Regions from separate parts of the Mus musculus genome. Here region 2 is linked to region 1. Evidence: chromatin contacts called from public HiChIP or PLAC-seq data. All regions are on one chromosome and are shown on one strand. Each heading gives the region's core, a stretch centred on a gene start, on an enhancer-like site or on the middle of the called end of the contact. The rest is flanking DNA. Distances are from core to core; before and after follow the strand shown.

Region 1 (4,939 bases), core at 795-3,294:
TCAGTCCAATGGATGACTGTAAGCATCCACTTCTGTATTTTTCAGGCACTGGGAGAGCCTCTCAGGAGACAGCTTTATCAGGCTCCTGCCAGCAAGCTCTTGTTGGCTTCTGCAATAGTGTCTGAGTTTGGTAGTTGTTTATAGAGTGGATCCCCAGGTGGGGCAGTCTCTGGATGGTCAGGCTGTAGACCAGGCTAGCCTCAAACTCATAAATCCACCTCCCTCTGCCTCCCAAGTGCTGGGATTAAAGGCGTGCACCACCACTGCTGGGCTAAAACCCTAGTCAAACATTTTATATTCTGATTTAAGTTCTGAATCTAGTTTGCTTGCATACTTTTAAATTAGTATGTTTCATGGCTTTCTATACGTTTTGTCTGTGTATACTATTATTGTTTATAACATCTTGTTAAGGGAAGAAGTATATATTGGGAAATTATAAAGCACAGAAGTAGACAGACATAGAGGCTGCTGTAATTCCATAGTCCCTGAATGAACACGATTTGAATTTTTAGTTCATTTTGCTCATCATTTAGTCACAGATTCTTACATACATGCTCACATTCTTAGAAATATACGTGCACATACATACCAGCTCCTTTATAACCTTAAAACCAGCAAAGAGAACATGTGTTTTGTGCCCATTTTATTTCTTACTTACATTGTAATCTTTCATATCTTTGGACCTTTGAGCTGATTGTGCAGTTTATATTATGTATTCGGGTTTTTAAAGAAAGAAATATTTAAGGAGAGAGCATGGTGTGCTTTAAGGGAGTGGTTTTTGAAACAGCAGACCTTGCAAGTTCAGATTGGGCCAGTGGTAGTCCTGGGAAGAGCAGCAGTTGAAACCTAAAAGTGGACTACATCATCTTCTGTGTAGTGCAGTTAAGGATACCCTTGTTTCTAAGACAGTTGATTTACATGAAACCCAGTCACATTGTGCAGTAAGTAGTCTGCCCTACTACTCTACCAATTGGAATAGCAATCCTATCAAAAAGTACCTTTACCAGAATCTCTAGAATAAAAGTTTGTACCATCCTAGTTTCTTTTCTGATGTTGTGATAAACATCTTAACTGAAAGCAGGTTAGTGGAGAACTGGGTTTACATCGCCTTACACTCCCAGGTCACAGTCCATCTCTGTGTGGAAGGCAAGGCAGGAACTTGAAACAGCTGGTCACATCCAAAGTTAGCAGGGGAAATAAATTCACCCTTGCTTGCTTGCTTGCTTGCTTGCTTGCTTGCTCTTAGCTAGCTTTCTTCTCTTTTACATTTTTCATGATCCCAACTATAGGAAACGATGCCACCCAAAGTAGGTGACAGTCCCTGGGATATGCCCACTGATCAAGATTAAGACTCTTTAAAAGTGCTTCCAGGTTGTGACAGGTTGACAGTTAAAGCCTGGCGCATGCAGCCTTGTCAGGTTGACATAAAATTTGCCATAACACTTGTTTAGTTCTGTCTGATTTGGAAAGGAAAACTATTTTCAGATTTTAACAATGAAATTCCATAGAATTTGATACTCTTGAACATAAAATTTCTTTATTTAACAAATATTCCAGTGTTTTGAAATTTCATATACAAAATTAATTCCCTTCCATGAAGCTTGTTATATGAAGAAAGAGATAATCAGCTACTAAGAATCCATACAGTTGTCATAAGAGTTGGTATAGAAAAATAAAACACTTGCCCCTAGAGGTATTGTGGGCGTGGCTGCTGTGTCACATGTGTGTCAGGAGGTGGCAGAGAGGGGAGAGGCTGTGAGTGTTCTGACTTACAAACCTAACATTTCCTGGGAAAGGTGAATCTAAGACGACCATCAGTTTGGCATCAGGCTCCCAGGATATGGAACAAGCCAGAGACTAGAAGAATTCCACCTGAGACCACAGCCCTGGGCAGAAGCAAGCCTGGTCCAAGGTCCAAGGATTTAAATTGGCGGACCCCAACATCTATCCCATTAATAAACTGCTGGAGTGTGTGAAGAGGCCGGTCTTATAGATCCCAAACTACAGGATGTCCATGAGACAGGGCAACAACAGGATATCTGGGAGGAGTCTCAGTGAGGTTCCAATACTGATAGAGTAGCAGAAGCCAGAGGCCTCGTGGCAGACCGACTCATTGCAAGGAACATTTGCAAGAAGTGTGGACAAAAGGAAATACTGTGGGACATACTGTGACACACAGCTTCCACAAGAGTTTTATCTGGGGGTCGTATTGCAAGCATGGAAGGTGGGCACGAGGGAAGGGGGAGATGAATGGGATTGGGGTCCATGATGTGAAATTCATAAAGAGCCAATAAAAAGCTAAAAATTTTTTAAAGGGGAAAAGATAAGGCAGGATGGGAAGACAGTAAAAGAAGGAAGCAGGGTGCTAGCCTCTAAGGTGGTCAGGACCAGCCTCTCTGAAGTTTCGGGTAAGTAGGAACTGTGTGTATGAGGTAGAAGACTTCATCTGCAGCAGAAGGCGTGGGTAGCTGAGGAGCAGCTGCACAAGCTGAGGTTGCAACATGCCCAGTTGGCTTGAGAAGCTCAGAGTGGCCAGCGGTCCCATGGGTGTGGGTGGAAGGAGTGGGAGGCTGCAGGGAATGAGCTGACAGGAGGCTGTGGTTGGAAAATGGGATGCCAGTGCAGTTACTAATAATGATGGTCTGGGAAGGGGTGGGTGAAGTGAGGGGCGGAACATCACCACACTGATTTGTCCCATAGTGTGTCCCAAACCGTACATTTTAGCGTTGTGTATATTTGTCTCCACATCTACATCAGACTTGATTTTCACGTGAAAACCCTCAGAGTCACTGATCCTGACAACAAGCTGATGAGAGGTCGCATCTCTCCGATGTCTCTGGGCTCCTTGTCCCCTTTAAGGTCTGCAGCTAGTTGCAACAGAAATGCTGCCACTAGTCTGCTCGTGCCCAGGACATTCACAGCAGATGCAGAATAGCTTACTGATTTCCATGTCCAAGGTCTCTCCTTGTATTGTTGGGAGAGCTGTGGGCATTTGACTCAGTGCCTCTGATAGAAATGACACAGCCCCTTCTGTAAGATTATCTACTGGATATTGTGTTGTGGGATACATCTGTGGTTGCTGGAGGGCTAGAGAACTCACTGATCTTAAATTTACTCCTAGGAAAGTTGTGTTTATATAGATAAATTTTTTTGTACTAGTCTGTAAATTTCCAAACAGAGCTGAGAATTACATGTCCTAACATTTGCTGTCATCAGAAGATATTTCATGATCTCTACTAGTCAAGGCCAAATTTTTGAACACTTTATTTTCCAGTTGTATTTGCTGAGTAACGAGTTTGGTTCTTCTTGGAATTTGTAAAGTGACCTCATGGAATGGAAAAAGAAGTTATTGCCAACAATTGGAACATATACTTGTCTCTGTAACTATATTCAGCCAAATCATGTTCAGATGTGTGTACATGATGTGCTAATCATGTGTCTATTTTGCTGTGCAGTGGTCTGGGTAATATTAGCCACTCTGTGCTTGAGCAAGGCAGGTATTTTATTTTGCTTTCAAAGCCCAAATTATTGGATTAAAAAAAATGTTGATTTGATTGCTAGTTATTTCTTCAGGGTGTTTAGATTTTGTATTTTGTTAATTTTTCATGTTATTAGTCTTTTACGTTTAAATTGTTCTTATGTCAGGATTTTATGATTCTTAGTGCTGCTTGGGATTGAACCTAAGGGGCCTTGCACGTGGCAGACAAGTGACATTGAACATCCCCACCTCACATAAAGATGGTCTTTAGTGAAAACTTTAGCTAATTAGTTTTTTGTTTTTATATCTCAATTTTCATTTCATATCAGTTTTTTTTAAGCCACCTAAGTAATTTTAAAGTTGGGATATAAATTTAAGGATATTAAGGCTTATTCATAACGTAAATTTACATCTGTCTCTATCAACCTATATACCTACCTACCTACCTACCTACCTACCCACCCCCCCACCCAGCCAACTTCAGATATTTGTAAGGGATTATCTCAAATGTTTGCATTGTGGGCTGGATAAATGGCCCAGTGGTTAAGAGCATTTGATATTCTTGTAGAGGACCTGATTTGGGGCCTAAATCTGTAACTCCAGTTCCAGAGGATCTGATGCCCTCTTCTGGCCTCCTTGGACACTGCACACTGTCACACAGACATGCAGGCAAAGCACTCATACACATACTCAGAATGTTTGCGTTGTCTTTGTATACTGTGTAACAACAGAAAAGTGCCTTCTGGGCATATGCAGGGTCTCACAGTGTAGTGGCTAGCCTGGAATTCACTGTGTACACTAAGCTGGTCATGAACTCCTGTAAATCTGCCTGTCTCTGCCTCCCGAATTCTGTGATTGAAGGTGTCACCATCATACCTGGTCATAAGTGTTATTTTTGTACAAGAAGTGCTTAATGTTTTTCCTTAGCTTTTACCTTATGGCTCCTAACAGTCTATTCTTTTTGTCTAGAAAATAATAAGGCTAGGAGTAATGATTTTGCTGAGAAGAACGGACTTCAGAAATATGAGTATGTTTTACACCCAAGAACCACTGGCTTTACCTTTGTGGTGGACCGCCTAAGAGAAGGTAAGTTCTGATCTTAAAATGTGTGGTTTGAAATAAATGTGACACAAATCGCTGAGCTGTGTATGTATATCTGACGTGTAGTGAGCCATATGAATCCAATGACCTGTGACAAATAGTCACCTTCCTCTTCTAAATGTTTCATGTCATAAAATTGCCTGTGCCTAACATGAAAGGCCTTGAAACCTCAAGTAAGAGAAAGTGTCTTTCCTTAAATGGCATCACTGTTCTTTGAGTCTGATGTGTTTTAAGATACAAACTATAATTTGCTAAAATGGAGCCTTTTACATCGAAGTACCGTGATTTTGAAGAAATATTTGCTACCAGCCTAGAATCACATTGGGATGGTAAGACCAAACCTGTCTATGGTCAGTTTGG
Region 2 (4,939 bases), core at 663-3,162, 57 kb after region 1:
GCTTTCAACTCGTGTTGCTTACGTGAGCAGTTTTGAGCAGGGGCTGGAAGCCACCAGGGTTGAGTTTCAATGGTTGCAGCGTGATGGCCAGTGCATGAAGCAGGTCCGTCTTGCCTCAGGGGCTGCCTAGAGGACCCTGTAGAGAGTCTTGGGGATCTTTCCCTGGGTCAGCTGCTAAAGCCCAAATCATTAGGAACCTTCTAAGCAAAAACGCCAGCCCTTCACAAGGAGCAGGCAGAGAGGCCTGTTGAACGCCTGGCAAAACCCTGCAGACTCTAAATCCACTAACAGAACCCTCCAAAGCCTTCCTCCAGCAAGCCCTTCTTGGAAGCTTTTTCTGCCACAGCTTAACAAGGACCAAGATTTGTAGGAAGTGAACAGGGGCTGGAACGGAGGGTGGGGTAGGGTGGGAGCTGGAGTGGGGAGTAGGAGATGGGCAAGAGGGATATGCAGGAGTTCTACCAGCCTGGCCACAGGCCCTGACTCTACTTCCTTCCCTGAGACCACGGCCCACAAACCTGGCACCTGGTTCACTGTAACACTTTAATACTCACAGCCATGCCCCATCCTAATGGCTCAGGTGGATAGTCTGGACCCCAGGGGTTTTCAAGCTCTGCAGCAGACTCTAATTAGGATCCAGTCTGCTGCTGTTAACCATCAGAATTGAAACTTGGGCCTCTGGCTCCTTGTGTATAAAGTGAGCATTTGGCCTTGGAGGTTCTAGAAGCAATAGGTAATGTGCAAGTTGACTTTACTTGTGAATAGTTTGAGCTTTACTAGATGTGGGGCGTAGGCATACAACAGGAGGAAGCTGGCATGCTGAGGTCTTGGCCCTTCGCACCCTTATGTTCACTCCGTTCAGAAACAGAAACAAACAAGCACAAACCCAAAAGAACAAAAAACCCCAAACCACTGACTATGGTGTGCCACCTTCCAGGGTATAAAGCTAGCTGGACAGAGGTGGAGACAGTAAATCAGGGGTAGAACCCAGTGCCAAGGCTTGACAAACCCTGATGCCAAAGCTTGTGTGTAGGCAGGGCTGATGGCCCTGTGTCCCCAGCCGCTGAGCACAAGCCATCAACTCAGACACCACAAGGCGGCTATCTCCTCACTGCCCAGAGTATCGTGGACAGCACCATTTCCAGAAAACACCCTCAAGCGACAGATGAGCATTCGAGTCTCCTGTGGCCAGTCATGGCTCTCTTTACTGACAACCAGGGCATTGATGCATCTTTCACTGACATTTTGTCCCAGGGGTTGGCCGGAGAGAGAATCTATTTTTCGTCTCCTTCATTCTGCAAGACTGAAATTACCACAGGAAGTGCCTTTCCTGAGCAGTCATTGTCAGGGACTGGAGGGTAGACTCGGTCCCCCTGGTCAGCTCCTATTGGGTACAGGTGATGAGCCAGGGATAGCAGTGGGCGATTGCTGATGGTTATGGTGCTTTTAATATGTTTGGCCCAGGGAATGACACTGTTAGGAGGTGTCGCTTTGTTGGAGAAAGAGTGTCACTGTGGGGGTGGGCTTTGAGAGAACTTTCTCCTAGCTTCCTGGAAGTCAGTCTTCTGTTATCTGCCTTCAGATGAAGATGTAGAACTCTCAGTTCCTCTTCAACCATGCCTGCCTGGATGCTGTCATGTTGCTGCCTTGAAGTCTCTTCACAGCAGTGGAAACCCTAACTAAGACCATGGTGAACAGAGGCAAATGAGGGGTTGGCTCTGCTGCCAGGAGACAGCACTGACTAACCCCCCAACCAGGCTTTGAGGAAACACAAGCTCATTGTGAATAGGAAAGGAGCTTGAAAAGAGCTGAGAAGGCCCTCCCTCTGGCCCCTCCCCTGCCTGGAGATGACTTCATTCTTTCCCAGGTTGTCTAAGCCCCCTCTATCAGCCACCTGGGGGAAGCCTCCTGAGGGCTTACTTAGCAGAGCCACCAGGATGAAGAGGCTGCTGTGGAAACTGGCCGAAGACCAAGGACAGGCTGTGTGGGAGGAAACTTGGGTAATCATCAGGATATTGGGTTCTGTGTGGTGATTATCTTCTCAAAGTTTTAATAGTATTTCAACAAAGACTGTCCGTTTCCCTTTTCCACTGAGCCTCGTGGTTTATAAAATGTCTGTGGGGGCTGCTATGGGAGACCTGGGAAAGCCTCATCTGGAATTGAGAGCCTAAGCTCCTCTGTACTATATGGCCATCACTTGGGATGTTTAGAAAACAGAGTCTACCCCACCCAGGCTCCGCCCAGGTTCCCCCAGGCTCCGCCCACGCCCTGCCCACACTCCACATAATTCTTACTCATCAGGTGGGAGAATAGAGGAGTGTTTCCCCAGCTTGTGGCTGGCTGGCCTTTGAGAAGTCCTGCGGGGCCGTGGCTCCTCTGCTCCAGGCCTGTCCTGGGTGCAGCCCTGCAGTATCACAAGACCCGAGGGCAGAGACTGGATCTGATTTCTCTGTGAGATAGGATAGTGCCCTAGACACACCATCCCCTCTACCTCATTCAGGCTAAAAATAAAAAACAAAAGACAAAGGAACAAACCAGCCCCCATATAAGATCTTGTTTTATCATTAGCTTCTCATGCCAGGGGCTAAGATACCTCTGGACTGACCAACACAAACCAGTTCTTTCTAACCACAGTGGGATGGATGCAGGAGAGCAGCTATGTCTCCTGGTTGAAAGGAATCTGCTGTCCCCTGATCTCTGGGGACAGCTTGACAATGACACTTTTATTACAGCCCCATTCAAAGCAGATTAGCTATTTTACATGCCTGATGCCTTAAAAAGATGTATAAACGAGTCAAATTCATTTTCGATAGCCTCATTTTTCTGATGTGTGAAGAGCGTTGCCTGCCCGTGTGTTCCGGGAAGTCCTCCTGTGTTTACTGGTGTGTCAGGTCAGGGATGAGCCTGCTTTCCCGGCACTGAGCCAAGCCTGAGATGGGAACAGGCTCTTGAGGCCACATGGGGCTCTGTGGGGGCGAGGCAATTGATGGAGACCTCCTCATCTGCTAGCAGCTTCTAGAGGAGAAGGATGTGGGGGTGGAGAAGTGCAGCTCTGTCTTCAAAAACCACTAGCAAAAATACTCTATAAAAGAAAATAAAAACATAGAATAGTCTTTTTTTTTTTTTTCATGGTCAGAGACCTGTTTATACTATCTAAAAAGTTGTTCAGGACCTCAAATAGTTACAGATTACGTGCGATCAGTACCTACTGCAACAAATGTTTTAAGTACTTATATAATCTCTATTATGTGTTAATATAAATATTCCATTTTGTGGAGATAGCTATTTTCTGAAGCAAACAAAAGCTGAGTATGGGACATAGAACAGTTTTACTCTGTGTGTGTATGTGTGTGTGTGTGTGTGTGTGTGTTACTAGAAGAGGAATTCCGCCATCTGTTGATTATCTCATGTGAGATACCTCTAGAAAACTCTACCAGATATTTATGAGAGAACAGGAGCAAACATTGTCCTAGTGTTTTCTCAGACAGCACCTGGCCAGATGGCAGGACACACGGGGGAACCACTGTTGGGCTGAGAGCCTCCCTGATAGGGACCAAAAGGAATCTCTAAAGGAGCAATGCGGCTCAGCACACGGACCAGGAAGCAGAGAGAAGGTCAGAACAGAAAAGGTAAGATGCAGGCTCGAAAGATGCACCAGCGACCTACTTCCTCCAGCCAGGTCGAGCGTGTGTCTTGCTTGCCAGAAGTCTGTTCCGATTTTGAGCCCATCACGGGCTAAGTTTATTCTTTATGTCAGAGCCAGAATAACATTCCTCTCTGGGAACCCTCTCACAGACTTACTAAGTGTGTTCTCAGTCCCACCACGAGGACAAGATGAGCTACAGGAACCAAGCTAAGGCATAGCCACAACAGGAAGGCCATCAGACAACCCATGATATGAGGGAATTACACCTCACAGAATACAGTAAGCAGGCACCAGCTCCAGCCAGTGTGAGTAAATAAATATGTAAATAAATGGGGAAGGAGGGAGCCACTTTTGGTTGCTGTAGCATTCCAGTTAATAAGTGTAGAAGTGGGGGGAATTGGGACTCACCCTGTGGCAAGAGTAAATCACCACCACGGAATAGCATTCACAGGAAAACCAGTGGATTGATTTTACATTCAACGAGTAAAAATATATGCTTGGAATCAGGCTGCATGCAAATGCCAGGGCCTCGCCACCAGATGAGTTTATTATGAAGGAAAAAAATAGTCAATCCTTAGCTGCCTGGAATCAACATCATTAGCCTAAGTCAGGCTGATAGTGTGTGTTCTCTAAGAAGGGCACCTTTATCTGATCTCAAGGAAGGCTCAGACAGTCCCCAAATGGGTGCCATCTTATGACCTCATCAAAGAGGGACCGGGGAATTGTGGGTGGAGGAGAGTAAAGAGATATAACAAACCCATGCAAAATGGGATCTTGATAAAATCTGAGTGTGCTCCAACTGCCCGATGGTAATTCCTGTTAGATTTTTGGTTTTGATAACTGTACCCTGGCTACGTGGTGGTAGCGCTATCTCCAGGAACTGAGTAAACTTCCTTGAGGCTCTCTGCCGATGACTCTCTCCCTCCACTTGGTTTGCTCATTCGGGAGGAAACCCACCCCCACCTTTACACAGCATGCCTGAGATGCAGTCAGATTTTCCAGTGTAGACTGTCATTCATCCAACGCGTGCTGCCCATTCACTTTTCAGGAAACATCCCCACAGTCTTCCTATCGAAGCTAAGGAGCAAAACAGCTGGGGGCTTGGGGGAGAATGCCGGGCCAGTGTGTCATCCTTCTTGGCTGGAAGAAAAGAAGGTCAGAGGATATGAGCCATGAATGGGGCCTGCAGATGTCCAAATGGAGGTGGTATTGATCAGACAAAGGGCAGTTTGTATGTATCAGAATCAGGCCAGGCCAGTGAGGGAAATGCAGAGTCCCGCTCTCTGCTCAGTT

The links. HiChIP or PLAC-seq counts read pairs in DNA pulled down with a chosen protein or histone mark.
Region 2: an H3K27ac HiChIP or PLAC-seq map of embryonic fibroblasts shows a contact between it and region 1, with 20 read pairs. The contact joins the promoter of E330032C10Rik here to the enhancer-like site in region 1. A contact is called at or near these places in 6 of 39 promoter capture datasets (the 3T3-L1 cell line, the C10 cell line, the HPC-7 cell line and 1 more), 1 of 15 datasets of contacts at CTCF or cohesin (CD8 T cells), 14 of 484 Hi-C or Micro-C datasets (the 3T3-L1 cell line, 3T3-L1-derived adipocytes, the C2C12 cell line and 9 more), 4 of 115 datasets of contacts at active chromatin or transcription factors (CD8 T cells, the NIH/3T3 cell line, embryonic fibroblasts and 1 more) and 2 of 9 other capture datasets (adipose tissue and pancreatic islet).

The regions. Positions count from the first base shown.
Region 1 is chr17:73,192,232-73,197,170 of GRCm38.p6, forward strand. It overlaps Lclat1 (lysocardiolipin acyltransferase 1), which reads left to right. Exons shown (of 6, transcript NM_001177967.1): 5 at 4,448-4,564. It also overlaps the pseudogene Gm25406. Among named protein-coding and RNA genes, the nearest start is that of E330032C10Rik, 56 kb to the right of the region's middle. Within about 2 kb of position 2,045, at least 62 of the 459 cell types and tissues checked have an H3K27ac peak or open chromatin away from gene starts, as enhancers often do. A contact at or near this core is called in 3T3-L1-derived adipocytes, the C2C12 cell line, the HL-1 cell line and 6 more, where this site is marked.
Region 2 is chr17:73,249,074-73,254,012 of GRCm38.p6, forward strand. E330032C10Rik (RIKEN cDNA E330032C10 gene) reads left to right here and starts at 1,913. Exons shown (of 4, transcript NR_167655.1): 1 at 1,913-3,629; 2 at 3,796-3,951; 3 at 4,695-4,849.